2 separate regions of the Mus musculus genome follow, and region 1 is linked to region 2. Evidence: chromatin contacts called from public promoter capture Hi-C data. All regions are on one chromosome and are shown on one strand. Each heading gives the region's core, a stretch centred on a gene start, on an enhancer-like site or on the middle of the called end of the contact. The rest is flanking DNA. Distances are from core to core; before and after follow the strand shown.

Region 1 (7,712 bases), core at 5,170-7,669, 270 kb after region 2:
CACTTCAATAGTTGTTGGTAGCCATCCAGCAGAAAGCTGGAGAACTCATGGCCCTTCCCAGAAAGAGAAATGAGGAGCCCTGGGTTCCACGCGATACAGCTTTGTTTCTAGTTCATCCTGACCTCAAAATTTCCTTCAAAGAAAATCCTCTCTGCCTAAGGAGGTGGAGTTTGACCTTGAGTCAACTGAAGCACAGAGATGTAATCCCTTCTACGGGAGGCCACAGCCTGATTCTGCCAGACGCAGCATTAATTCTGAGAGGGAAGTTGCCACTGGCTCATAATCTTCAGCTCTTCACCATCAGCTGTCAGTTTCATATGGCTTCTAGGTCAGGCACTGGGTGTTTTCTGCTTACAAGTTGAATTGCTTCCATGAGATACAAAGGAGCTCAGATTTGGACCTCTGTCTACTGGAGACACCACTGTGGTCCGGGTGGACTGTTCAGCCTTCTAATGCCCTTTAGAGAGGGATGTGAGCCCTTGCTTCTTTTGACAGTTGCTGGTAGTCATCCAGAGGGAAACTAAAGTTCCCATTGCTTTTTTTCCAGAAAGAGTAATGGGAAGCCCTTTTGTTCCAGCCAACAATTGCTCTTCTCAATAAAACAAATAGGCTCTAATGTTGGCAGCTCTCAGCATTGTGGCTGAAGATATAAAGGCAGCTCTGTCTTTGTCCATGGTAAATACACAGCAACTTTTAACTCATTACTAGAATAATCATACTGAGATGCCTCCAAAGAGGGTGTGTCCCATACTGGCTTTAATTTGATTTTAAACCTTGATTAATATCTTTCCCTTGTCTTGACTAAGTCAATCTCCAAGACACAAATAACACTTATTCAGCAATAGCAATGAAAATAAAGCAACTAGAGAGATGAATTTTTAAAAGGGGGTGTGACAAAGGTGCTCTGTGCTGACTCAGTGGCAGCACTCTCTGCATTTCCTGATTCTCAGGGCAAGGAGCAGGCACAGACTCCAGTGGCAAAGAAAGTGGTGAAGAAGAACAAGCTATTTTTCAGACCTGTCACTATGATCTCCCCAGAGACCCCCATCTCTCTCCCCTCCTGGTGGAGACTATGCACTCCACTTGGCCCACATTCAAAATGGAAGCAAGACACCTCATCCATATCAGACGTGTCACCAAGAAGACAAAACCCAACCTTTATCATGAAAAGCTATTGAGATTTCTGGGTATTATAACATTTTCATTCTTTGAGAATTAATATGATGCATTTTGATCATATGTGTATCTCCATAACATGTCTCAGCTCCTCCTCTCCCATCAACTTTGAGTTCCTTGTTTTGTTTGTTCTTAAATAGCCCACCAAATCCAGTTCATGCTGTCCCTGTACTCACTCTGGAGTTCGATCGATTTTCCCTTAGAAAAAACTGAGTCTTACTTCCCTGGCTCCTCAGATATGGGTAGAGGTTCATGGGTGCCTCTCCCCTCCATTCTAGAATGTGAACTGGCTTCATCTTGTGCAGGTCTTGTGTAGGCAATCACAACTGCTGTGAGACTGTGAGTGCTGCAATTGTGTCACAACTAGAAGACACAATGTTACTCCACTCTTTCTTGACCTCTGGCTCTTACTATCTTTCCTCCCTTCTTCTAAGCTAGTGCCTGAGCCTTAGTGTAGGAGATGATATAGATGTTCCATTTGTGGCTGGGCATGTACTGACATGTGCTGTGAACAGTTCTGAGTTTCTGTGTTAATCACTGTCCACTGCATGAAGAAACTCTGCTGATTATGTCTGAGAGTTTCTCTAATGTTTGAATATAGAAGTATAAATTTAGAGGCAGATGTGATACAATGTCTATTTAAAAGAATAGTAGTAACACTTTCATCCCTAGGGCTTGTGAACTCCCCAACTATGGGTCCTTAGCCAGATTTATAGAATTAGGCACGTATTTACTCCTGTGGAGTAGGGTTTAAATCAAACTAGAAAACAATTGATCACCCACATAACATTTGTGCCACCATTGCATGCATGGGCATATCTTGCAAAACCATTCATCATTGTAGTTCATGGGATTCATAGCTAAGTAAAAGTGTTGATAACTCTTTCCCCCTAGCAATCTACATAGCATCTTCTGGTACTATAAAAGATATCTAGCAGGAAGGATGCTTCTTTGTCAATAACATCTTGATTTCTCCATGTTCTGTTACCAAAGTGTGTCTTCAGTGACAGAGTCTTACCATTAAGTGGTTTTACTGTTACTGTCAAACTAGATAACAGGCAAATCAAATGATTGATGCTGGGGCTAACTATGCTGCTCAGAAGACCCTTTCCGTTCTTCTCTCTTGCTCCTCGTTTCTCTTTCTTAGACTACTTCCATTTGTCTGCGTGGCTCCTGGGGGTACGAGGTAATGTAGAAATTAGGAAACAGATGTTGGTGACGTTGGGTCCTCTTTCTGGGTAATAGCTTCCTATTACCTACTCACTACAAATAGAATCCTAGAATCAGTGTCACATCCTGAACCTAGAGTTATGTCCTTAGGACTTCATCCCATCTCGATAAGGCATGCATCGTCTCAGTCTGCTCCCTGTACTGACAGCTAGCATGGAGAAGGCTGGAAAGGATGGCTCTGTCTTGGATTATTGCTTTTGTTCTCATTAGTCTTCAGCCCATTTAAAGCATCCAGTGGAACAGAGAGTAAGTGTTTTGGCTACATTGAGAGTAAGTGTTTGGAGAAGCAGAGATGAAGAAGCCATTAGGTGTTTGGGAGAAGCTACTAGTGAAACATCTCCCCTTACTGGTCTTCTGGTTTATGCACAAATAGCAGAGCCACATTTGATCTCTGCCTTCATCAACAATGGAAACACTTCACAGGCTCACCTCCATGCAAGGCATTTTATCAGATTCCTTGCATATCTGATCTCATTGGCTTTTTATGACAATTGTATATGGACCAAATAGCCTCTCATTTGACAGAAGTAAAGATGAGAGTTGAGAGATTGAAGTAAAGAGTCTGAGGTCATGAATAGGAGAAGGGAAACCTGGGTGTCCCTTTGTACAGACCTACTGTTCTTTTTTTGGTTTGTCTTGAAAAGAAGCACCTTGCAAGGTGGTAAATCACAGAATCAGTGTCACAGAATCAGTGGTAAAGAACAGCTTGCAGTTTTTCATGTCCAGAGCAGGCTACGGTTCAAGTTCTTTCCTGGCCTTTGTTACTATGGAGGAGAAATGAACCCCTGACTCTTTCTGGTCTTATACATAAGAAGTAGAAATGAGAATTTAAAAAAATCTTGATCAAATGTGCTTATAAGCAATAACTCTCAGAAGCATCCACATCAAGAAAGAGGCATTTTTCCTACCTTGAAACGTACTCTGTAATGATTTCTTCCACCCACAACTACTTAATTATACAATTATTTAGTTAATGGGTAATATCATTAGCTCATATATTAGCTTAATATCAATAGAATATTTATCCATGTGCCTACTTTCTACTTCTCCTTACTCTTTGGTTCTCTACCTTTCTGCCTAGGCAGAAACAACAACAACAACAACAACAACAACAACAAAGACCCATTTTAAAAAATGCTGTTCCTTTGCTAAGCATAGAGCCAGTCAAATCTTTGGAATCTTTGCCAAAAAGAGAAAGAAAGAAAGAAAGAAAGAGAGAGAGAGAGAGAGAGAGAGAGAGAGAGAGAGAGAGAGAAAGAAAGAAAGAAAGGAAAGAAAGAAAGAAAGAAAGAAAGAAAGAAAGAAAGAAAGAAAGGAAAGAAAGAAAGAAAGAAAGAAAGGAAAGAAAGAAAGAGGGAGGAGGGAGGGAGGGAGGGAGGGAGGGAGGGAGGGAGGGAGGGAGGGAGGGAAAGATCAGGTCAGAGGTACACTGATTTACAAAAATTCAAATAGGATAAAGAAGAGAAAAAGAGACCAAGAAGCGCATTCCCATCCCCCAAGCCCTAGTCCAGTGTGGTAACTGCTTTTGTTTCTTGGTGCTTTGAATTCTCTTCGTAGCTACTTAGATTGTGCTAGAAATATGCCTTGTCCTCTTTTTGGTCATTTATCAGCCTTGGGTGTTGTTTTCTGCTCTCTGCTAAGAGAGATGAAGGACTTTGTTCCATTGCAACTACTATTTCTCACATTGACCTCCTTTTGACACTGCTGGGAAGAGATCGGGGATGGGTGTCTACCCTCCACACATGAATGGTTCTTGGCTCGTTCCTGTTCTTCAGTTGTTAGCACAGGCCTTGGCATCTCTTGAAACTTCTATCAGTCAAGAGTCTCATTGGGAAACAAGAATTTATGCCAGGTATTCAGTGGAGAGAATGTAATTAAGGGAGTTAATTATAAGGGCTTTGGAAATGCTGACAGAGCAAAGAGGACGATGAAGCAATAAGAGTTAGATGCAGAGGAGAGAGGTAGGACATTGTGCAGTTCCAGCCATTCACAGTGTTGACTCCAGGAGCTGGAAGCTGGCACTCCACAACAAGCCCATCCAGATGGAGCCAGTACCCCAGTGGGAGCTGAAATCCTGGTACAGTAGCTAGTGTTAGAGGCATTGCCCCGAGGAGAAAAAGAACCAGATCCTGGCCTCTTCCTTCCTCCCATCTGCCAGCCTCTTGCCAGTGCTTTCTATTGGCTTCCAGAAGCCACTTTGGCAAGTAGTCTGGAAAATGTAAGTGGTCAGGGTCAATATTGAAAGACAGAACAGAGTGGGGGTTGTGAAGAGGGAGAGAATATAATACGAATCCCGGGATGAATGACAGTGTTTTGGGGGTAAATCTTATTTCCCTTGAAGGGCATGGCATATTTCTAATCTTTTGTGACTCAAAATAGGGCCTTCTTTGCTAACAGATCCATTGAAGATGTAATAAGTTAGGATAAGGCTGTATTAGAGGATAACTGGGATCTATAAAAAACAGATTTTTATCCCAATACAATCCCACATACTTGCTGTCTGAAATCCTTCCAAGTGTCTGGCCCATCGCCCTAGCCCTGTCATGGACATGTTCTCTTTTATGTCATTTAAGTGGCATTCCAAGGCAGACCGAGTCAACAAAACCCATAATCTGCCATCCTTATGCTGCATCCTGCATCCATGCATCATGTTCAGCATCCCTGCCTCTTCCTGCCCAGCAATGACTGAGCACCACAAATATAAAACAAAGAAAATAACCATATTTCCTTTGCTGAGGATGTAACTTTTAACTTCCTTTTCATCAATTGATCTAACTTGTCAAGTTAACTGAAACACTTAGGCTTAGCATCTTGCCTACAATGATGCCTGGATTCTTTTTCTTAAGAGTTTATTCTTGGGTACCAGCCTTTAACATCCTAGCTCTGGTGAAACAAAGGCTGGAAGACTGGTGCAATTTTGAGAATAGCCTGGGCTATATAGCGAATTCCGTACCAGCCCTGGCTATAAAGCTAGATCCTGTCTCAGAAAAATAAAGCATAAACAAAATTCAGCAGTTATATTATGAATTAAGCATATTACATTGCCTCTGCATATAGGAGCAATGCTATTTAGTGTTCTTTATAGCGTTCCTTGGATCTTCAGCTCCCTCACAGCTAATCGAGTTCTAAGAGGCTCTAGAACTTCCAAGACTGCTTAAACAACAACAAGCAAACTTAAGGTAATAGCAGGAAAATCCGGTACAAATTGCCTGGCATGTGACCCACTAGCACTGAGAAAAATTAGTAATAGAATGACTGGTTATTTGGTTTTCAGACCACCCAGGTTTAAAGTAGCCATGGAACCACAAAACTTTGCTAAAAGCTATCTTCTTATTGTGGGCAAAGGACCAGCTATTTAGCTATTACTTGGATAATCTTGTGTGATTGGGAAAACAGAAGCAGCCTTCTGATGTATGATCTCCCCTCCAAGGATTCAGAGAACTTGTTATTTTGAATGGCGTTCTTACATGGGCATTGGTGGTCAAGTACATGATTTTGAAGACCTAAAAGCAAAAGAGGAAACAAATCATCAAGATGTATGCTTCTATCTGTTTTAAGTAGCTTTTCCTCCCTGCTTCCATAGGCATAAGATGATTTCCTTGAAAACCCATTTGCCAACGTTCATTCTGACATCTTCCACTCATATCTGCTCCTTCAGGATTTCCTCAGCTAGGCCTTTTATACCATGACCTGAGATGGCACAGTAGGTATCCACCTATTTCTTGGCTGGCTCGTGCAGCCTGTACTGGTTTTGTGGGATAATCTTGCTCATTTCTAACATTTAAACTGGCAACATTTGCTTGATTTTATTTGAAGTTGTAATCTTTACAATACATGCGTTGTTTCAAAGCAATGGCAATAATTGCCTGGCTTCTGCTATGCCTGCACCTTAAAGCCCATAATACGTTGCAAATGAGAACTCTTAGCAAACTTGGCCTCAGGAAACCCTTAAACAGAGAACTGGTTCCATCTGCTGAGACCACTTCCGGGCTCCCAGAGTGAACAGAAGCTTGGCTTCCTGTGAGATCTTACAGTTGCTTCTGCTTCCGCTTTCCGGTTCTAGCTGGAGTGTGGTGCACGCTCTTAGCTCACTCGGGGAGCAATGTCTAATTGGTAGCAGGCTGCCAGGCTCTCCCAAAGCCCAGTATACATGCTATGACAGTGACCAGTGCTGCAGTGCAAGGGGTCTGATACTCATGCAAGACTCCTTAACCGAACTCTAGACTCAGTTTCCCTCCGGTGTTCTTCATAGCCATTCTTCCGTGATAAGATGTTTGAGGCACTTAAAGCTTTCTTATTCATTCCCTCAAGAATAGCTTGGAGCACGCATCTCACATGCTCCTCTTTGAGAAAGCAAGATAGAAATTACAATAATAATAATAGTAGTAGTAACAACAACAACAACAACAACAACAACAACAACAACAACAAAAGGCAACATAGTCCCTGTAGGAAAAGGTAGGACACTAGTACCCTGTCCCAACCACTTTGTCCTTATCTTTCTCATACTGGACAAGCAAATATTTATTTTCTGGGGCCTCCTTTGCAGCTGAGAGTGGCCATGTGACCCAGTTTAACAGGACAAAATGAAATCAGAGCTAACAACTCTTCTCTGCCTTTATGATCAGTACCCTATCTCTGTCCTTATTTTAATGTTTATATGATATTTTGTGGTATGTACATACTAGGCCTATCGAGACATTCCCCCAAATGATAGATTGCTGTCATTTCCTCTCATAATCCAATAGTGTCATGATGAACATCCTATTTCAATAAACATTCTCAACCTTGTGTATTGGTGCCTTTCTTACAGGACTGAATCTCAAATACTGGTTAACTGTCAGAACTTACACATGTTTATGTTTCCAAAGATATTGAAATATATACACATTTTTAAAAATAGTGATTCTCTTCTCAATAGCTGTATGTAAGTGGACTTATCTTTCTGCTTTACCAATGGCTCTTTTCAAGTTTTCCATTCTACCGAGTAACAATAGGTTATTAGGGTATTTGAATTTCCACTTTCCTGCATCTTTTTAAAGATTTGTTGACTGGGCAGACATGGGTCCACTCTGGCATTTTCTTAATGCTTGTTCTTATTTGTTCTCATTCCTCATGCCTCTTCTCTGTGCCATTTCCTCTTGCTGGGGCCTCCAGTGGCCCACTTCTGCTTTCCTGCCACGTATACATGATAAAGATTCCTATCAGCCTTCTCTCCCTACACCCTCTTAAAACTTCTTCTTCTGCTTTTATGGCTCCCTTTGTAGTTTCATGACCTACACACATACAGAAATAAGTAAACAGAT
Region 2 (6,878 bases), core at 4,126-6,625:
CCCAGACTTGTGCAAATAATCACAGCTGCTGTGAGCTCAGCAATGCCTCAGCCACGTCATGCCTGAAAGACAGCATTCCACACTGCCCCCTCACCCCTTCCTCCAGCTCTTACATCCCTTCTGCATCCTACTTCTCCGGTGTTCCTGAGCCTTGGAGATGGCTCTCTTAAGCTTATTTTTGTTGTATCCCATAGGTTTTGGCATGTTCTATTCTCATTTTCATTCAACACTAGGAATTTAAAATTTTTTATCCTTAGTTTTTTTTTTAGCATTCATGTTCAATAGTGTTAATATCTACTTTGTGTACTTTGTTTAGTTTCTGTTGCTTTCTAGCTTTTATTCCATTATGGTCAAATAGATTACAAAAGGTTATCTCAAATTTTCTGTACTTGTTGAGACTTGACTTTTGTCCTAATATATGATTTATCTATTTTAAAGATAGTTCTACAGGCTCCTGAGAAGTGTATTCTGTAGTGTGGATGGATGTTCCAATCTGTTAAGCCTATTTGATTTATGATGTCATCTAACTCCAGTGTTTTTAGCTTTTTCATACATATAACCTGTCTATTGGTGATAACGTAGGACTAAGTCTGACTCTATCTAGCAGTGTTTGCTTTATGAAGTTTGGTTCACGTGTTCAGTGCATTTGTTTAGAATTGTAATGTCTAAAACATGTTCCCATAATCAGTACGAAGTGACTTCCTTTGTCTCTTCTGATTTGAAGATTATTTTGTCAGATATAGAATAGCAAAGTCTACTTTCTCCCAGTTCCATTTGCTTTGAATACCTTTCCTCCATCCTTCTGCTCTAAGACAAATTCTGTCTTTGATGAAGGTGTGGTTTTTGGAAGCAGCAAATGGGAGATGTGCTGAGATTAAAGGTGTGGACCACTATCACCTGGCTTTTGTTTTTAAACACAAATCTGCAAGCCTTTCTCTTTCTGATGGGCAAACTGAGACCACAGATATTCAGAAAAGGGGTGTATTAATCCCTGCTACTTTGTTGTCTTTTTGAACTGCTGTTTCCTTAATCCTCATTGGTTTATCTACTGTTGTAACATCTTTTACTTTTCTCTCCTGTATCCTCTTCATGTGTATATCATTACCCACAGGTTCAAGAGTTCCTCTCCCAGTATCCTCTGTAGGGCCAGCTGGCTTTGTGCTCATAAATTCCATTAGCCTGTTTTTGTTTTGTTTGTTCGATCATGGAATGTTTCTGTCTCTTGATCAATTATAAGATAGTTTTCTGGGGTATAGTAGTCTGGGTTGGCAGCCACAGTCTCCCAGAACTTGAAATACATTCTGTACCTTTGGGAGTTTTTAATGTTTCTGTTGATAACTAAGCTATTATTCTACAAAGCTTCCTTTTATACATGTCTCAGTAGTTTTCTCTCCTGCAGCTCTGATACGCTTCCTTTGTTTTGTATATTTGGTGTTTTAACCATAATATGATGAGAACTTCTTTCCTGATCCTATTTCTTGAGTGTGGGTATGTCTCTTTCCTTACATTTGGGACACTTTTTGCTATAATTATTTCCAGACTTTCTCTTTATTAAATCCCATTTCACATATTGAGTCTCTTTCCTCACTTAGCTGTATATTTATTCTCTTGCAGTTCATTTCGATTATGCATGCCCATGCTGTCTTTGAACACATATACCATCACTCTGTGAATTCTTTGAATTTCTTCTAAACTAGTCCCACTGAGTGTCAACACCCTGGGACTGGTATTTTTGAGAGAAGCCATACTGCCTTTTTCATTTTACTTGTGTTTTTTTCAGACTTGTGGGTCTCTGGTAAATGTCATGGCTGGCAGAGAGACAGTCTGTATGCAGCAAGAAGGAAAGCCAGCTCAACATGACTTACTTAGTTGGTGTTGGTTCATACTTCTATAGTCTCATACCAAGCAGTTTGTTTTAGATATATTTAAATATGTTACAATTTGAGAAAAAAATGTTTTCTGATAACAGTTGTCTCAATTCTGAGCTTACGGTGTAATTTCATTGAAATTCTTTTGCAAAGTACATGTGACCTCTACCATGAAGATGGGTTCTATAGCTTGAGTACCTAGGATCTGGCTTGGTCTCAGTCCTACAGATGTTTAGAGGGCACTAAGCTATAAGGTACATGTGACATCTCTTCTAAGGAGGGTTCTGTTGCCTGAGAAAGATAAAGGTCTAGCGAAGGAGAATATGGGATAAATATAATAGTGTGGTGTGGCCCTATAAACAGCACAGATCACCATGCTATTAACAACATCCACTTCCAGCCTTCTAGGTGGAAAACAGGTATACACATTCTAAGTGTTGCAGTTCAGAAAGGAAAGTCATTCTCTGTAGAAGTACTTCAGGTCTGCCCAGAAAGGTATTCTGGCAATTAGGAGCCAAGGAATACCATAAAGTCACACTGCATAACAAACCTCACACACGACATTTATTGGCAGGGAAAACCCCGGGGGTGGGGGGTGGAGGTTGTTGCTGCTTGGGTGGCTGCTGCAGCAGCTAATTGTGCAGAAGGTAGGGCTTATATAGAATTTCTTAGGGGCGGAGCTTTCCAGGGTAAGGATTAGTGGGATTTCAAGTCTTGACCTTGGATGGGCTTAGGGATTGGTGGGCTGTTTTTCCATGTAGGGTGGGGTTTGGTTACTCTCCCACCTTGGGGCTGGGAATGAATGCTAAAGCTGGCAGTAAACATGGTTGACTCTCATCTGGATTCCCTTGCATTCCTTTCCTAAGTCCTAGAATCCTGTTTACAGCTTGAGCATCCCTCAGCAATGGGAATCTTCCTTAGGATGATCACATTACCAGTGGTATCCTAGTTAGCAGGCAGTGTTTCACAGATGGATTGCCAGGTCTTGTCACACCTCTGCCAATTCCTTCAGGACACTGGTTGCAAATGTTGGTCCTGCCTCTGTGTAGTTGTTCCCACTGTCTTGTATTCTGCAAAGAGTCTGTATGTAAGTTCCTATGTATACTTTAGTTCCTACCAGGTTTTCAGTTCACTGAAGGCTATGCAGATCTGATTCAAATGTTTGCTTTTGAGGCAGGGCCTATGCATCCTTGGTTTGCTTTTACTCGCTACACAGTGACTATGATCTTCAACGATTATCCCGCTTCTACAACTTGAGTGCTCGGATTACAGACATGTAGTTTATACAGTACAAGAAACATTATCCTGGGTTGTATCCATGCTAGGCAGGCATTGTATAATCTGATGTACATCTCCAGTCACTTCCTGACAAAGTCCTTAGTGTACTATCTCTGAGAAACTTTAATTTTTTCTTTTTTTTATGTGTATGGGTGTTTCACCTACATGTGTGCCTGTGCACTACAAGCATGCAGTACCCTTAGAGGCTAGAGGAGGATGTGTGATCCCTTGGGAGTGGAGTTACAGATGGTTGTAAGCAGCCATGGCCATGCTAGGTGCTGAACTGGGTCCTTTGGAAGAGCAGCCAGTGCTACTATCCACAAATGCTTCTCTCCACAATCCCCCCAAATCTGTAAAAACTGTGTGAGCATGCATGGATATGGTGTGCATGTGGCGGTCAGAGGGTAGCATTTGGCGCTGGTTCTGTGGTAACATGTGGGTTCCTGGTCCACACTTAGGCTGTAGGCCTTGAGGTGGAAGTGGTTTTAGTCACTGAGCCATTTTCTCAGCCTGAGTTCAAATGCAGTCTTCTTCTCACAACATGATCACTCCTGTCCGACCTCCTTGGCTTGGCTGGTATATTTGCCCTCATTGAAGGGTATCTCTCCTGAAAAGCTCTGCTGTTCCAAGAGTCTACTATGATTTTAGAAAACGTTAAGGACATTAACATCTCAGTACTGTCAATCAAAGTAAAGAACATGGACACAGGCTTTCATTTTTCTTTTAAATACCTATGGAGTTGAAATTTTTATTTTGTTGTTTATTTATTTATTTATTTATTTATCAAAACCAGATCTAAACTCTGGTACCAGAGTTTGAAACAAGGGACTGACACATGCAAGGCAAATGCTGTACTGCTATTGAATTTCTTTGAGGACAAATCTTGTTTTCTTCCAATTCAAACCAGAAAGGCTTAGTCATCCATCCAAACTATACCAATGCAAGAGATAAATAATAGTGAGAGGCAGAGAAGAGAGATGTATTCACAATGGCTTCATTGCTTACCAATGAAGCCATTCATTGATTGAACAAATCAGTCCAGTGACTTATCAACTCCTGCACAGCTATATCATCTCCATGTGTTCTAGCCCATATCCAATGATTTTCTAAACTAGAAGACGGTAACAGGTGCAGGGTTTTTGATTACACCCTTCTAAATGGGACCAGACTATAAATAAATTCATGTTTCTTTACCATCTTCTGTTTCCTAAATTCCTTGGAATATACGGAATAACACATGCGTGGTGAACACTTCTAGCCATGAAATTGCTTCAAATACTATTTTTCTTAAAAAAAAAAATGTTTACTTTTAAAAAGTCCTTTCTCCTCATCTTCCTGGATATGCCTATGATCTGTCATATCTCTGATTTTCACAAGTACACATTAAAATGACATAAAAGGGAATAATCTGCTTGATTAGAAAAGAGTATACCGGGCTGGAGAGATGGCTAACTGGTTAAGAGCACTGACTGCTCTTCTGAAGGTCCTGAGTTCAAACCCCAGCAACCACATGGTGGCTCACAACCGTCCGTAATGAGATCTGACTCCCTCTTCTGGAGTGTCTGAAGACAGCTACAGTATGCTTACATATAATAAATAAATAAATCTTAAAAAATATTTTAAAAAAGTAAAGAGTGTACTAAAACATGGAAATATGTTATCAGCATAAAAAAACCGGTAGTTTTTATTACATATCTCCAATGTAAGACTGAAGCCTTTGTATTCTAATTTGTTGCACAAAACCTCTGTGCTGTTAAGCCATGTCCAGTCCTGATCTACACACACTAGTATGATCAAAATCTACAACAACAAGAAAAACCCCAAACCAAAGCTTGTTAGTCACCTTTTCTTACAGCTTTCACCGAGCAACTGATGCCTCGGGCTTGGCGATTTTGATGGAGAGACTATGGAAACCCCAGGGCAACCTCTTCCAAAGGCAAGGGGAGGATGTGCCGCCGGCTTGGAGGTTTCTCAGCTCTCGGATGCCTCCGCTATTCCTACGGAATGGCCCTCTTGAGATACAGGTCTTTATATGGGTCACCAAGGGCGGAAGAGAGTCCTCAAACAGCCTCCACAGCCAGAAGACAGCGGGCACCAGATAACAGCTGCCGGGCCGAACGAGCCGGCCATTAGGCCGCGGGAAATCGCGCCTCCGAGGTGGGCGACGGCGCCCGCGGCTGACGCCAGAAGCCGTCGCACACGTCGTGACGTAAGACGTAGGCGCGCGCTGGTTGCGCATGCGCCTGTCATTGCCGGGGTGTTTGTTCCTGCGGAGGAGCCGGCGCCATGGCGGTTCTCTTGGAGACCACTCTGGGCGACGTGGTCATCGACTTGTACACTGAAGAGCGTCCCCGGGGTGAGACTGGAGGCCTTCGCGACCTGGCGGGGCCGTGAGCCCGCTGCCAAAGTTCCCTTTTCTTCGCTGTTTCTGGCTCGAGCTCAGTTTCATAGCAGGCCTTGGTTTTGTGTGTGTGTGTGTGTGGTGTGTAGAACTGTGGCTTGTGGGTCTGGGTGAGGTGTAGCTTTCGTGGCTATGCTTTCTTTACTCGTGAAAGGTAAAGAAAGGGTTAAATACGGTTTGACTTGACATCATTTGTCATGATGAAAGCAGGTAGGAAGTTGGCTGGTCTGCAAGGCGCCAGGGATCAGCTAGAGTTCAGGCGTCTGAATGTCCATTGAGGGAGGACGAAGCGAGCTCCAGTTTTAACTTCGAGTCCTAACAGATGGATGTGCACTTTGCTATGCAAAACAGAGAGGTGGGAAGAAGCCACATAAGAAACCTAGCCTTTTCGAAGATGAGTGTTAGATAAGGTGTACTTAGCAGTTTCTTTGGAGTTTTTCTGGTAATAGAAAGAAATCTGGCATTCTGGAACGAATTGGTATGTGAAATGAAATAGATGCCACTGACTTCCAGTCAGGCCAAATACTGGTAGGCCAGGTCCTTAGTAAGTCCTCTTTGCCATGTTGTTGGTTTGAACACTTCAGGAGCAGGATTATAGCATGGCACACTTGCCTTGGAGAGACACTAGGCTGCTGTGTGGAGAATGTATCCTTTGGGAGAATCGGGAAACTGGGAGAGATTAGCTACAATCATTGTCCTTCTCCCGTGGAATGCAGAGATTACCACAGAATGAAAGAAGGTGTGCTGCAGCACTGCACACAGGGAGTGCCTCCTGCCTGCACACCTTCTCCCATGCTCAACTGTTCCTCCCCTCCCTCACAAACCCTACACTTTCTGTTGCAGCCTTCTATATTCTTACTGTTGCCAATGCCCACACTCCTCTCCACTCCCTATCCTTCTGAGAACTTCATTTCCTGACTATATATATGTATATATATCCATGAATATATATGTGTATATATGTATGTATGTGTGTATGTATATATATATATATGTATGTGTATGTGTGTGTGTATGTGTGTATATATATATATATATATATATATATATGAAGAGCTCAACTAAAGCATGAGCTCTTCAGTGTAACACTTAGGTCAGCTACAGTTAGTCTGTTTCTTCTGTTTTGTCTGCAATGGTTTTATAAATCACAGCAGCACTCATGTTATTAGAACATGTACTTACTGTCCTGGAACTATGTGCATGATTGTCTCCTCCCAGTGATGTGCTTCAAGGAGAGCAGAAACTGTGCCTTAATATCTCCATTATCTTAAGAATCCTGGTACAAGCTGGGCAGTGGTAACACATGCCTTTAATCCTGACACTCAGGAGGC

Evidence for each region. Promoter capture Hi-C pulls out the DNA fragments that hold promoters and counts their contacts.
Region 1: a promoter capture Hi-C map of pre-B cells shows a contact between it and region 2, with 3 times the contacts expected there. The contact joins the enhancer-like site here to the promoter of Ppil4 in region 2. A contact is called at or near these places in 2 of 39 promoter capture datasets (neutrophils and pre-B cells), 2 of 484 Hi-C or Micro-C datasets (CD4 T cells and CD8 T cells), 3 of 115 datasets of contacts at active chromatin or transcription factors (bone marrow-derived macrophages, effector CD8 T cells and large pre-B cells) and 2 of 9 other capture datasets (adipose tissue and liver).

What each region holds. Positions count from the first base shown.
Region 1 is chr10:8,059,507-8,067,218 of GRCm38.p6, forward strand. No RefSeq gene overlaps it. Among named protein-coding and RNA genes, the nearest start is that of Gm30820, 83 kb to the left of the region's middle. Within about 2 kb of position 6,420, at least 102 of the 459 cell types and tissues checked have an H3K27ac peak or open chromatin away from gene starts, as enhancers often do. A contact at or near this core is called in CD8 T cells, adipose tissue, bone marrow-derived macrophages and 4 more, where this site is marked.
Region 2 is chr10:7,787,519-7,794,396 of GRCm38.p6, forward strand. Ppil4 (peptidylprolyl isomerase (cyclophilin)-like 4) reads left to right here and starts at 5,376. Exons shown (of 13, transcript NM_026141.3): 1 at 5,376-5,502. The coding sequence starts at 5,433.